Linked DNA regions of Mus musculus: region 2 is linked to region 1. A link is a contact called in public Hi-C data. All regions are on one chromosome and are shown on one strand. Each heading gives the region's core, a stretch centred on a gene start, on an enhancer-like site or on the middle of the called end of the contact. The rest is flanking DNA. Distances are from core to core; before and after follow the strand shown.

Region 1 (6,300 bases), core at 2,365-4,864:
CTGTAAGTGTTCCTGTCAGATTTACAAAAACAGAAAACACAGCACTTTTATATCTTTTCTTTCCCTCACTGCATTGCTCTTTATGATCCAGACCAACAGTCTTTCTTCTTAATAGTGGAAAATTCCTTTGAGGGGGGCCTTTCTGCCTGGGTAGGCACTTCCTGTCATCCAAATTACAGGATTAAAACAACCACAGCTCTGCCCAGCCAGAGTGACTGAGAACCTGTCTCTTCTCATTTCCCCAAATTGAGTCTGTTTCCCGGCTGGCAGTGTTCTCCCTTCTGGTCTTAGCAGCTGCTCTGTCTTCCTTGGAAGGAGGTCTCTGTTGGAAGAGATCCCCATGTACTGCTGACTGTGATAGCTGACCCTTGGAAAGAGGGTGATCGAACTCCTGGGCATAAATGCTATTATGTAACAATCAGGCTTGCTCAAACTATAAAGCTGGGCTTCCTAGAAGGGGCTATGGATGGTGGCACACACTTTCTGTGGCTTCACTGGAGGGTTCTGACAGTCTGGCCACCACAGACCATCGAGGCAGCACAACATTCCCTGTACTTGGCATCTGTGAGACCTGAGTCCCAATCTCAGCTGGAGAGAAAAAGAATGGTAGGTTTCCATCCAAAAAGCACTGGTATTCCTTTGACCCATATTGCTGTGTGTATCTCTCTAGAGAGGTGACATGCTGGTGGGCCTCCATCATGAGTAGTCACAATAACCATGGCTCATAGACCCTTTCTTCACCCTTGCAGGCTCTGAGACAGTGGGTACAAAGATACAAGTTCAGAAAGGCCCAGGCAGAAAATATATTGGACATAGCCTCTCGGATTTTTGCTTGTTTCTCTTCTTAAGATTTATTTTAAGATACATTTCCAATTTATTAAGATTATTTTTAATGTGTATTGGTGTTTTGTCTGCATTTGTATCTGTATGAGGGTGCCAGATCCCCCTGCAACTGGAGTTACAGACAGTTATGAGGTGCCATGTGGTTTTGGAGATTGAACTCAGGTTCTCTGGAAGAACAGTCAATGTTTATATATATATATATATGAACCATATATGTACATATATGAACCATATATGTATACATATAAACCGTATATGTGTGTGTGTATATGTATTTGTATGCACACAGGGTTTCTCTGTGTAGCCATGGCTGTTCTGGAACTCACTCTGTAGACCAGGCTGGCCTCAAACTCAGAGATCCACCTGCCTCTGCCTCCCAAGTGCTGGGATTAAAGGTGTGCGCCACCACTGCCCGGCAGCTCTGAATTCTCGATATTCCTTCTGTCTAAGCCCCTGAGTCCTGGGATCACATTGTGAGCCACTGTGTCTGGCTAAATATATTAATTTTTAAAAAGTGCTGGGGATGGGACCCAGGATATAATGCATTCAAAACAAGTACTTTTACTACTAAGCCATGTCCCCAAATTATTGTTTTGTATAGGAAGGGATATATTGAAGGACTACTTCAGGGGCCGCGGGTACTGGCAAAAACTTTAAACTGCTCTTTGACATGGTAGGAGTCAATGTGATCATGTGGGGGGTTTTTGGTTTGTTTGTTTTGTTTTTGTTTTTTGTTTTTTGAGACAGGGGTTCTCTGTATAGCCCTGGCTGTCCTGGAAGTGATCTTGTGTTTTGATGGTCCAACATCTCTGCCTGTTGAGCACGATGAGCAACATCATGTTGTTCAGCAATAGCTGAGCAGGGAGCCATCGTCATGGAGAGAGGAACAGGCTGATCTCCAGGCGGGCTGTCAAGGAGGTGCTGAAGGGACAGCGCCCGGCTGAAGGGTGATTCTGATGTGGGCTGCAAGCGCTTCAGCCTGGACCAGAGCTCTCCCCAGCTGGAGCTGGGCTATCATATGCATCTGAATTTTTTCCACCACCTCTCTCTGGAATCTTGTTAATGCAGTCTTGGCAAATATGGCCTGAGCCTGTAAGCTTTCCCTATCTACTTTTAAGTAAAATGAAATTCCTGTTGCTTGCTTGCCTGAGTGTACACGACCCACTTTCCTGGATCTTCGGGAGGCCAGCTGAATGCTGGTAACCAAGCTGCTGACAGTGCATGGCCCACAGGTGTGCAAGACGTGGTATTAAAAAAAAAACCCATAAATGATTAATGAGCCAGCTTCCTGGGAAGACATCTTAAGCAGAGGAAGGAGGGAGCCGTAAGCCACAACGAAGGAATCACTTTCTAGAACCTTCTGAAATGTGGTAAAGCTGTTGGTACAAATAACATAGGTAGAGAGCAGAGCTCTTGGGAATGCAGAGATCTCTACACCAACTTTACTCTCCCATGAACTTTCCCAGTGTTGTGTGTGTGTGTGTCATACTCTACAGTACCAGAAAGTTTGTGGGCTCATAACGACTTCAAGGGTGTGTCCCCATTTTCCCCCCAAAAGAGAAGATGAGTAAGTTTGTATCTGTTGGTGTTATGGAACTCTAGAGAACCTTGACCTTTGCCTTCCTTTCAGTGCCTCCTCTTGGAACACATTTCCTTCCTAGGGAACCAGAACCTTTTATCCCTCAGGGCTCTGACTCACCCCATCCCCAGACAAAATTTCTGTGTGTTCTGGCTGTCCTGGGACTCTCTCTGTAGACTTGGCTGGCCTCAATCTCACAGAGGTCTGCCTGCCTCTGCCTCCCAAGTGCTAGGATTAAAGGTTTGCAGCACCACTGCCCGGTTTGGGCTCTGATTGTCCCAGGAGGGTGGATAGAATGAGCTAGGCTCTTCCCAGTTGCCATCTACGATCTGTAATCACTTATTTAGTTATTTTAAAAATACTATTTTGAGATTTGTTTATTTTTACGTTATGTTTAGTGGGTATGTTTTGCCTGCGTGTATGTATGAGTACCACAAGCTTTCAGTGCTCAAGAAGGCCACAAGAGGTCTTTGCATTCTCTGGTATTGGAGTTAAGTTCCTAATGTCATGTGGGTACTGGGAACCAAACCCAGGTCTTTTCAAAGAACAGTCAGTGCTCTTAACTACTGAGCTATCTCTCCAACCTGACTTATAAAACTTACAGTTCTTTTACAGAGACTTGAATGGAAGATGACCCAGAGGTGATGGTAAAGCCAGCCCGTGCAAGGAGTGGGCAGCACTTCCCTCCCCCCACCCCACCCACAAACACCTTGTACCTAAGGCCTCTTCTGACTGGGTGGGCCAGGCTGGTGCCTCCTCCATAACCATGTACAGTTGGCTCAGTAAGCCTGGAGGTGGGCAAGGATTCTGCTCTAGGCACTGCTCTGGTTACCCTTAGAGAGCCTGTACAAATTTCCCTGCACACCCAGAGGAAGTGCTGGGCCTTCCTCATGTCTGGCCCTCTTGATGCTAAGAGCCAAGATCCTTGTGGGCTGAATCTTTAACACCGAACTTGACAATGGCCAGGATCCTTCCAAAGGTGTCCACTTGCCGACTCCAGGTCAACTCTGGTGCTTTGCCCTCTCAGCGGTGACGGCAGGGCTGGACTCCCCCTCAAGGATTACCGGGCTAGGAGAGCAGGAAGGGTTGTCCTGTGAGGCAGTACACCTGGACCAGCTCTCCCTGCCTGCCACTACAATGGCGTCGTAGGGGTTAAGGCGGGCGGGGCGGGGCGGCGGGAGGAGCCCTCGCGGAAGCCGGCCAGGCACCGAGGCGCGCGCGGAGCCGGGTGGCCGCAGCGTCCCCGCGCGCGGCCGGGCCAGGTAGGAACGCAGAGCCGCAGCCGCCTCGCCATGCGGCTGCCGGACCGGAGGCCTGGGCTGGGGCCCGCGCCACCCCCCGCGCGCCGCCCCCGCTGAGCCCGCGCCCGATAGGGCGCCGCAGGCACCATGGTGCAGAAGTCGCGCAACGGTGGCGTGTACCCCGGCACCAGCGGGGAAAAGAAGCTCAAGGTGGGCTTCGTGGGGCTGGACCCCGGCGCGCCCGACTCCACACGCGACGGCGCGCTACTCATCGCGGGCTCCGAGGCCCCCAAGCGCGGCAGCGTTTTGAGCAAGCCGCGGACGGGCGGCGCGGGAGCCGGGAAGCCCCCGAAGCGCAACGCCTTCTACCGCAAGCTGCAGAATTTCCTCTACAACGTGCTAGAGCGGCCCCGCGGCTGGGCGTTCATCTACCACGCCTACGTGTAAGTGGCCCGCGATGTGGTGAGCGGTGGGCCTGGCGAAACCCTGGCCGGGCCGCGGGTTGATAGCAGGCGCAGCTGCGGTGGACTGAGGGGCCCTGGTGTGCGTGTCCGCGCGCGCGCCTGGTTCGCGTCGTGGGCGTGGGGTTTGGGTCGTGGCATTGCAGTCTCGGGTTAAAGCAAAGGATAGGGATTGGAGAGTGACTTTGGAGATCATTCTGTAGTCAGGGACTGTTTTATTTGGGGAGGGGGAGGGTTACGGCCGCCAGGCTGGGTTGTACCAGCCCTTCCCCCGCAGGACGGGATGTACTGGCGCCCCAGCCCCCCTCAGCCCGAGAGGCCCCTCCCCACGGCCCGCAGCGCGGAACAAAGGGCCGCCTAGGAGGGAGGGCGGCTCAGCTCTAGGTCTGAACTCATTCGCCCCTCTGCATCCCCGTGGGTTCTCTCCGACATCCAAGTAGGGGCAATGCAGAAGATTGGCCTCATCTCAGTCATCCTCCTAACCTCTTGCTACCTCTCTGAGCTTCCGGGTTGCAGAAATGGGGAGGGGACATAACATCCCATCACCTCAGCCCTGGCTGAGGGCAGTTGCCTGTACTCATCTCCGGAGGCCCACTCTCCTGTTCTCTACACTCTAAGTAGTCCCTTTGTACCTGCTGATGATCTCGCTACACATTCTGGGCTTTAGATCCTTGAGAGACTATTATCCCCCAGTACTGCCAGCTTTGGGCCTGGAAGGGGCTGCTCCTGTCCCCAAGTCTGGGACTCCTTCTGGGGCAGAGCCAGAAAGAGTCGAACCTGTTTCACGCATACATGAGTGTGTGTGTGTGTGTGTGTGTGTGTGTGTGTTTATGTTAGTATGCATAACCTCCCAATGCAAGGACGCTGGCTCTCCTATTCCAGTAGAACCAGGGACAGAGGAGGAGCACTAAGACTCGGCCATTTTGTATGAGAAGCATCATTTGGGGATGGGAGTGAGACCCATGTTCAGGAAAAGTCTCTATCGAGGTGCCCACTTGTCCTGGCCTTGGTAGGATATGTGTCCCATGAGTGGGCCTGGGAGTATTCTGCATGTGATATGTGAATAGGTTTGGGGACAAGGAAAGGTCCATAGAAGGAAATTACTGGATGCCTGCAGAATGATGTCCTGGGGGTCATCACAACCTATGAGTAGTGTGTGTGTGTGTATGTGTGTGTTCCAGTGGATAGTCCTGAAATTCTCCAAGGCAAAGGTTTCACCAATAAGGCTGTCCAAGGGAAGCAGCCTGTAGTGTCAGCCCCTACCCCCCTCCAGAAAGATGAATTTGATTCTCCCTTGCCCAGGGTCCTGTGCTTTTCTTTAATCCAAGGAAGAGTCCATGTGTCCCTAATGGTCCTTTTGCTGTAGCCACCACCTCCTTGCCCTCTTGGGGTCCAAACATTTCTACTTTGGCTGGCTGTAGACATCCAGCCAGGTCCTGGTCTGAGGTGACTCCTGGGACACAGACAGGATGAAATCCTGTGTCCACAGGGCTGGGTGTGGATGCCCAGGCTGGCAGCATTATCTAGGAATCTTTGGGGGGAAGGGTCTGTAGCCTCTATGGTGTCCTGTTCTATCCCTAAGTCTGACTGGTTGATTTCTCTACTTCTGTTCCCTAACAGTAGAAGCACCTGGAGCTCCAGCCCAGTGTGGGAGGTCCTTGCTTTATGGGATCTGTGTCCCTTCCCCATCTACATTTCCCACCATAGAACCACTCCTGCCCCCTGCAGTGTCCCGGACTTTAGGGTTTAGACCATGAAGACATACAGCATGCTGCAAGTCCCTTGGCTTCTATACTTTGTGGCTGGATCTTTCAGGGCGATGTCTTGGGATTAAGGGCAGGAGGGAGAGCATTGAAGAAGAACAGTCTTTGGTTGCTAATTCAGGGCCAGACACAATGTCTAGACCCAGAACCCCTTTCATCAGTAAGGTGGTAACAGCCACTCCTGGCTTCCTGGACTTTGTGAAGACCAACTGATATCTTCCAGAATGCCTATTGATTCCATTGTGAAAGGTGACACATCTCTGATGTCTTTGTTGCTCATGACCCATGCCCCTAGTTTCCAGGCATGGAACCCTCCACACCGATCTTTGTCTAATTTAGGAAGTCCAATAGCCTGAGATTCCTGAGCACGTGGCAAACCCTTGTGTGGACTACTGGTCTGCATGGACTGGGTC
Region 2 (6,300 bases), core at 2,571-5,070, 52 kb before region 1:
AATTCTAACTGTAAACCAACTTTTCAGTTTCTGGAAGGGGACTTGCAGCCTCAGGATTTCTTTCATAAAAAAGAGCTATTAAACCGGGCTTATTTGATATGTTATATAAAAAGCCCTGTCAAATATTGAAATATGAAACCTTCAGGTTGTACTTATAGGTGTTAATGTAGAAATTTCCGGAAAACTTGGTATATCTAGGAATGTCATTGGTTATATTCCTGTCATACTTGAAGCCATGCCACAGAAAATTGTTAGCTCCTTAGCTGAGGCTTAATTTTCTTTCACAAATGTTTACTTTGACTCCTGTAGATGGAAAGTGTCTACCAGCTGTCTCAAACTTCTTCCAGATGTTTACATCCGACAGGTGCCCACATTATCTTAGAATCACCTGTCTCAGTGTTTCTATACATGAAGCTGGTGGGCTCACTGCCATTTCTAGATAAGAATTCATTATCAGTGGACTGATGTTTTAATTTTTTTTTTTTAAAGATTGTATTGAAGGCAAGTTTATGGGCCCCAAGGATTGAGGCCAGGACACTCTACATGGAGAGGGTGAGGGGAGAGAAAGATAAAGGGCTCGAGAGCTAAATTTTTTTTTAAAGATTTATTTATTGATTATATGTAAGTACACTGTAGCTGTCTTCAGACACTCCAGAAGAGGGAGTCAGATCTCCTTACGGATGGTTGTGAGCCACCATGTGGTTGCTGGGATTTGAACTCCGGACCTTCGGAAGAGCAGTCCGGTGCTCTTACCTGCTGAGCCATCTCACCAGCCCGAGAGCTAAATTTTAAAAAATGACTTTAAGTTTTGCTGGTTCTGAAGTGTTTGCTTTTTAAAGGAAATCTTTTCGCTGTCTCCAGCTTACTCTGTGAAAGGTGAAATATGTATCTTTTATCCCCCTGATTTTCTTTTTTAAGAACCTACAGTGTTACCAGGTACTCTGCATTTGCATGTCAGTCTGATGACAACAACAGGGGTTGTTCCTAGGGTGCCATTTTGTTGTTGTTGTTTTGAGACAGGGTTTCTCTGTGTAGCCCTGGCTGTTCTGGAACTCACTTTGTAGACCAGGCTGGCCTCGAACTCAGAAATCCACCTGCCTCTGCCTCCCGAGTGCTAGGATTAAAGGTGTGCGCCATTTTTTAAAGAAAGGGTCTCTCATCGTTAGCCTAACGAGCCCGTACCCCCAGCACTGAGGTAGAAAACAATGCATCTAGCTTTTATGGGGATTCCAAAATTCAAACTCAGGTCTTCTCATTGGCAAGGCAAGCCTTTGCCACCTGAGCTTTCTCCTCAGCTCCAGGTAGACTGAGTAACTACTACAGTAACTAAGGGTGACATCATCGTAGTAAGGCCTTGTGGGAAGAACTGGCCTGGTTCCTAGAATGCCTTACTATGAGAAGGGCTGACTTTTAGAAGCCTCAGGGACTTTTCAAAGAGGGAGCTACCCAAACCTACAGGTGCTTCTGGCAAAAACCTTGTGGTACAACTTGGATGTGGCAGCCTGACCTGAATACACTTTCTGAGAACAAAGTCCTGGCACCACAAACAAACACAGGTGCCTGACAGCACTTGTAAACATGTCAGCCTGGCTTTGCTGAGATTGCAGGGCTTGTTCCAGAACCTACAGTGTAACCAGCCCTAGGCCTATCTCTTCAGAGGGTTATCACTCAAGATCAGAGTAGATCCCAAAATCTTTCCTTTACTATCATCTTAACGTCATTCTTTATACTTCTGATTATTCTCTACAACTTTTCTCTAACCCTTCTGCAAGTCACTAAAATACTCACTTCTCAGCTTTGCCAGCTGCAGCTGTACATCTGACAAGACTTCAGAGAATCCACAAAGGGGAAGGGAAGATGGAACCACTCTCCTTGCCGCCTGGAGCTGTTGGCTGTCCCTAGCTTCTAGCTGACAAGGAGCAGCTCTGTGAGCTTCATCTGGCCTAAGTAAAACTCATTTCCTGTTCTGAGTCCACCAAAGGGGAAAAGAGCCTCCTCCATTGGACTACTTGTTTGGGAGTTAAGGGCAGCCTTCTTCAAGCTTTCCGGATACCCTGAGGGCAGGCAGGAGGGAGGCTCAGCAGTCAGAGGCACAGGCTTTAGTTCCCTGGGGAGAGTGCAGCTGTTTACCAGGTGAGGTAGCAGAAAGGCTTGCTGAGCCACACCTAAGACTCCACCCTAACCTTGCCATTTCAGCCACCCCCCTCAGCTCCTATGCCCTCTGACCTAGAGGCTAGACTTCCTGTGTTTGTAACCCTCTTTCAGTCTGAGCTAGTATCCCCAACCTTGGGGAACCAGCCGTGCAGCAAGTAGTGGGGAGGGCCTGACCCAAGATCACCCACCAGGTTCCTGTGTAGGAACTGAGAGCTCCCAAACTCAGCCAGAGGCCCAGCTTCCCCTGGACTGTCTACCTGGGGCCAGGCCCACTTGAGAGGGTATCTCACCAGATGCAGGGGTATCACTGGGAAGGGTCTCAAGGAGCTGTCAGGAAAGCCTGGGAGCAGTATAGCATCCAGCAGGAAGCAAGGCTGGATTCAGTAATGTTTCAAACATACCAGGGGAGGGTGGCTGCTGTGAGTTTATTTTCTGCTTTGTGCCAAGACACAGTTATGGGGTCAGGAAAGTTCAGTGCTGTGAACCAAGAGGGGGCTCTCTCCAGCTTCTACTGGTTTCTCTTGTTCAGCCTTCCTAGTTTACAGGGAGGGTCGAGAGGGTAGGCACTGGCCTAGCACCACTTCAGCTTGGGCAGGCTGCAGATTCTGATAGGTCAGGAAAGGTCCCTGGGGTTGGTCTGGCCAGAATGGATGACTGGCTGCTGCTTCATGGTTTCAGGAGTCAGGCCACAGGTCATCGGGCTTCTGGAGACCTGGGGGGATTCTGCCGAGCTGTAAGGAGAGCATAGGTCACTGGGTCGGCATTTGCTTTAATTGGGGCCACCCCCACAACCACATGGAAGATGGACTCACCGCTCAGGAGACTCCAACACTGTAGTCATGAACGGGAGTGTGGATTTCCCGAAAAAGAAGCTGGCCCACCAGTGGCCCGGGTCGGCTTTGGGAAGACCTGAGGAGCAAAGGAGGGTCACGATGGGGTCAAGTCCTTCTCCACGCTACCCATCCCCCACCCCACTCCGCCTTAGGACGTGAACTCTGCCCTTCCGCTGGCTGGTTCTGCACTTACCCGGGGACTGGAGCACGGCGTCCCCAGGGTACTCGGCACTTCCGCCGGAGCTGCTGCTGGACGAGGAGCCCAGGCGTCCTGGGAAGGGGAGGCGGGTCAGCCACAGGGCCCTGGGCCAGCCCTGGGCGGGGCTGGCGAGGGGCTACTTACGCCGATAGTAGTCATGGGTAGCCACGAGCGAGCCGCTGGAAGGGATGGCTGCCATGCTTCAGGACCGAGGCGCTGCGGAGACGAGAGCAGAATGTGGGCCCTGGTCACCGCACACCGGAGGGTTCCCCGAGTCTCCCGGGTCCTGACAGTGCCAGGTTTCCAAGCGGCTCCAACCAGCCCGGTCCGGCTGCGTGGTGAGACAAAGGGGCTTTGTCTGCTCCTGGCCCCAAGAAGACGCGCCTCCCCCACCCCACCGCCGGCTGCCTTCGTCACTGCCCTCACCTCGGCGGAGAACCCCTTCCTTGCAGGCTTCGTTTTTAGGCCACCAGGGCGCTAGGCCGCGGAGCCCATTTGCAAAGATAACCCACGAAACACCACTTTAGGACCCACGCGCGCTATGCGCACGCGCGTACTTAGTAGCTTTCCTGCACCGCAAAAGACGCACCACTGGGAGGCGGGGCGCGCGTCAAAGCCCCTCCCGCTTCACAGCGGGCCCACCCATGAGACTTTTGAGCTCCCCTGATAGACCAGAAGTAGCACGAAGTGGTCCCGCCCTTCCCTATTAGACTCCACCCCGAGCGGAGCAAGAATCCACCCTACCTTCTGCAATGCTAGGTTCTGCAAAGTTCCACATTGGCCCTAACCTCCTTGATCAAACATCTGTGGTTTCGCTCCAGTCGAAACCAGCTCTGCTGCTTTTTTCCTGCCTGGTTCGGACTCGAACCCGGATAGAAGAGGTTAAAGAATCTCATGTGCCCCTCAGTCTGTGCCACCCTCTCGGATGTGGTCTCATGTAGTACAGCCTGTTTGGTGTTCTTGTTCCCTTTACTTGGGGCTGCCCGCTGCTTTCGCTGGTCCCCGCAGGCTTTATTTTCCACGTACCTCACTCCGACCCTTGACTGAGTGGATCTGTTTAACATAAGTAAGCACAAGCTGTTGCCGCGCACCTCCCTACCATCGCAATCTCTGTTTTCTGGGCTCACTGGATGGTGCCTGGAGCCCCCAAGCGGTCCTGTAGGGAATAGCCTGCCCTTGGTAAGCTGAGGAGCTGTCTGTCTTTCAAGTCCTGACTCGCATTGTTGTTCATCATTCCCAACCTGTGTTCTGTTTGGAGAGGAGTGATGGAAGACAGACGAAGCCTTGGGGTCAGAGAGAGCTCTAACAGAGACAGTCTCTAGTAGCTTCCATTGTTGGTCGGAGACTCATGTTTGGGGGGAATCAAGTTAGGGCTGGCCAGCATGCCCTGCCCACCCTTCCCTTCCTCAGCAGCCTGTGTTCTGTCAGACCGAGAGGATCATGAGCCAGCTTCGTGCAGCATGCTTCTCCTATAACCAAAGATGCTGGACTTCATTGGAGGCTCAGGGAGAACCGACTAGGCTGAGGCTAGTAGGATCCCAGGAGGAGGCTCTTGTGTCGCCGAAGTCTCAAGGCTGCTTGGCTGGGACCCTTTGCTTGGATTTGTTGAGACCTACTCTGTGCAAGCATTGATCCAGGCTCGGGAAAACCAGACAAGAAATGGTCCAGTAGGGGTGCTGGTTTAGAGATCATAAAGGAGATGGGTAAGGTGTAATGAAAAAGAGGTGGGGGCAGTTGACATGACAGCAGTACAAGTGAGTAAGGCCACTGATAAGGACCGTCCTGGTGACACCAGGAGGGTGAGACTTCTGTCTTCATAGTGTTATGTACTTCAGATTCTATGACTTACCCTGAACTGTCCTGGTCAAGTACATGGGCATCTCCAGTGGTTATTAGCTATTTCCTGTAGTGAAAATTCCCTCTGAAAAGAAAGTAAAGGATATATGCCTAGTTCTATTGCATCTTCTTATGCCTGCTCTTTTCTGAAGGGAAAGAGAGGAACAATGGATCTGGGGAAGATGGGAGATGGGCAAGGTCAGGGAGAAGGAGAAAGGGAGGCTGCTGTGGGGATGTATTGCATATGAGATGAGTGAAAAATAAAACCTCCCAAGAATACAAGGACTTGCTGATGATTGCACACGCCTTTATCCCAGCACTTGGGAAGCAGAGGCAGGCGAATCTCTGTGAGCTCGGAGCCAGCTTGGTTTACAGAGCTAGTTCCAGGATGACCAGGGCTACATAGAGAAGGCCTGTCTCGAAACAAACAATTACAAGAGAGTTCCAGGAACTCACAAGAGATTTACCAACACTTGCCACACTCTTCTCCAGGTTATATAAACTGTAACTGATTGCTGGGACAAGGGGACGCTCCAGCATAGTAGACTGCAACCAGGAAACTCAAGCAGCCTCCTTGACTTGTCACTCAGCCTCATATGAGCCTTGTGACTGAGCTTCTGAGTCACCTTCACTTTTGTAAGTGACCCTTACATCTTAGTAGTTTACTCATTGTCATACAGTCTGTTGCAGAGGGACATCATGGCAGCAGGAACATGAGGCAGCATGGTCATGTCTGCAGTTAGGAAACAGAAAGATGATGGCTGGTGCTCACCTCACTCTCCTTTTCTTTGTTTATTCAAGAATGCAGCCCATGGGATGGCACTGTCCACATTTGGGGAATGTCTTCCCACCTCAGTTCCAATCTAGAGACTTCTTCACAGACAACATGTGCAAAGGCTCATTTCCATAGTGGCTCGAACTCCCATCAAGTCTGCTAAGATTAACCACCAAATACCCACGCTTCCATCAGTAATTCTAGTAAACTCATTGGTTCACAAGCTAGACTTGGAATTTCTTCTTTGGTCTGTCATTAACGTCCTGCCTGCAGTGAACAGATACTTGTTGTGTTCCCCAGGAAAAGCTATGTAACACCTGTGTGGTTCAGACAAAGGCCAGAGAGACCAGGCTGAGGGGAGGGACTGTCAGGATTCAACTGTAAACTGGTTTGGAAGAAGGCCTCGTACAGTTTGCACAAACTTGAGATTGGGATTGGAACTTAACACTGTTTATCTGAAGTGTGAACTATCTGCCCTGATTTGGAGACATGGTGGTTACTCA

Evidence for each region. Hi-C and Micro-C count contacts between places; a contact is called where the count stands out from the background.
Region 2: a contact with region 1 is called in a Hi-C map of embryonic fibroblasts, with 1.5 times the contacts expected there. The contact joins the promoter of Ppdpf here to the promoter of Kcnq2 in region 1. A contact is called at or near these places in 4 of 39 promoter capture datasets (the 3T3-L1 cell line, cranial neural crest, hippocampal neurons and 1 more), 4 of 484 Hi-C or Micro-C datasets (embryonic fibroblasts, embryonic stem cells and nephron progenitors), 2 of 115 datasets of contacts at active chromatin or transcription factors (both in embryonic stem cells) and 2 of 9 other capture datasets (adipose tissue and pancreatic islet).

Annotation. Positions count from the first base shown.
Region 1 is chr2:181,132,603-181,138,902 of GRCm38.p6, reverse strand. Kcnq2 (potassium voltage-gated channel, subfamily Q, member 2) reads left to right here and starts at 3,614. Exons shown (of 17, transcript NM_010611.3): 1 at 3,614-4,106. The coding sequence starts at 3,811.
Region 2 is chr2:181,184,767-181,191,066 of GRCm38.p6, reverse strand. It overlaps Ppdpf (pancreatic progenitor cell differentiation and proliferation factor), which reads right to left and starts at 3,820. Exons shown (of 5, transcript NM_001356427.1): 1 at 3,613-3,820; 2 at 3,331-3,402; 3 at 3,181-3,258; 4 at 2,967-3,063; 5 at 2,563-2,885. The coding sequence starts at 3,385. The coding sequence ends at 2,768.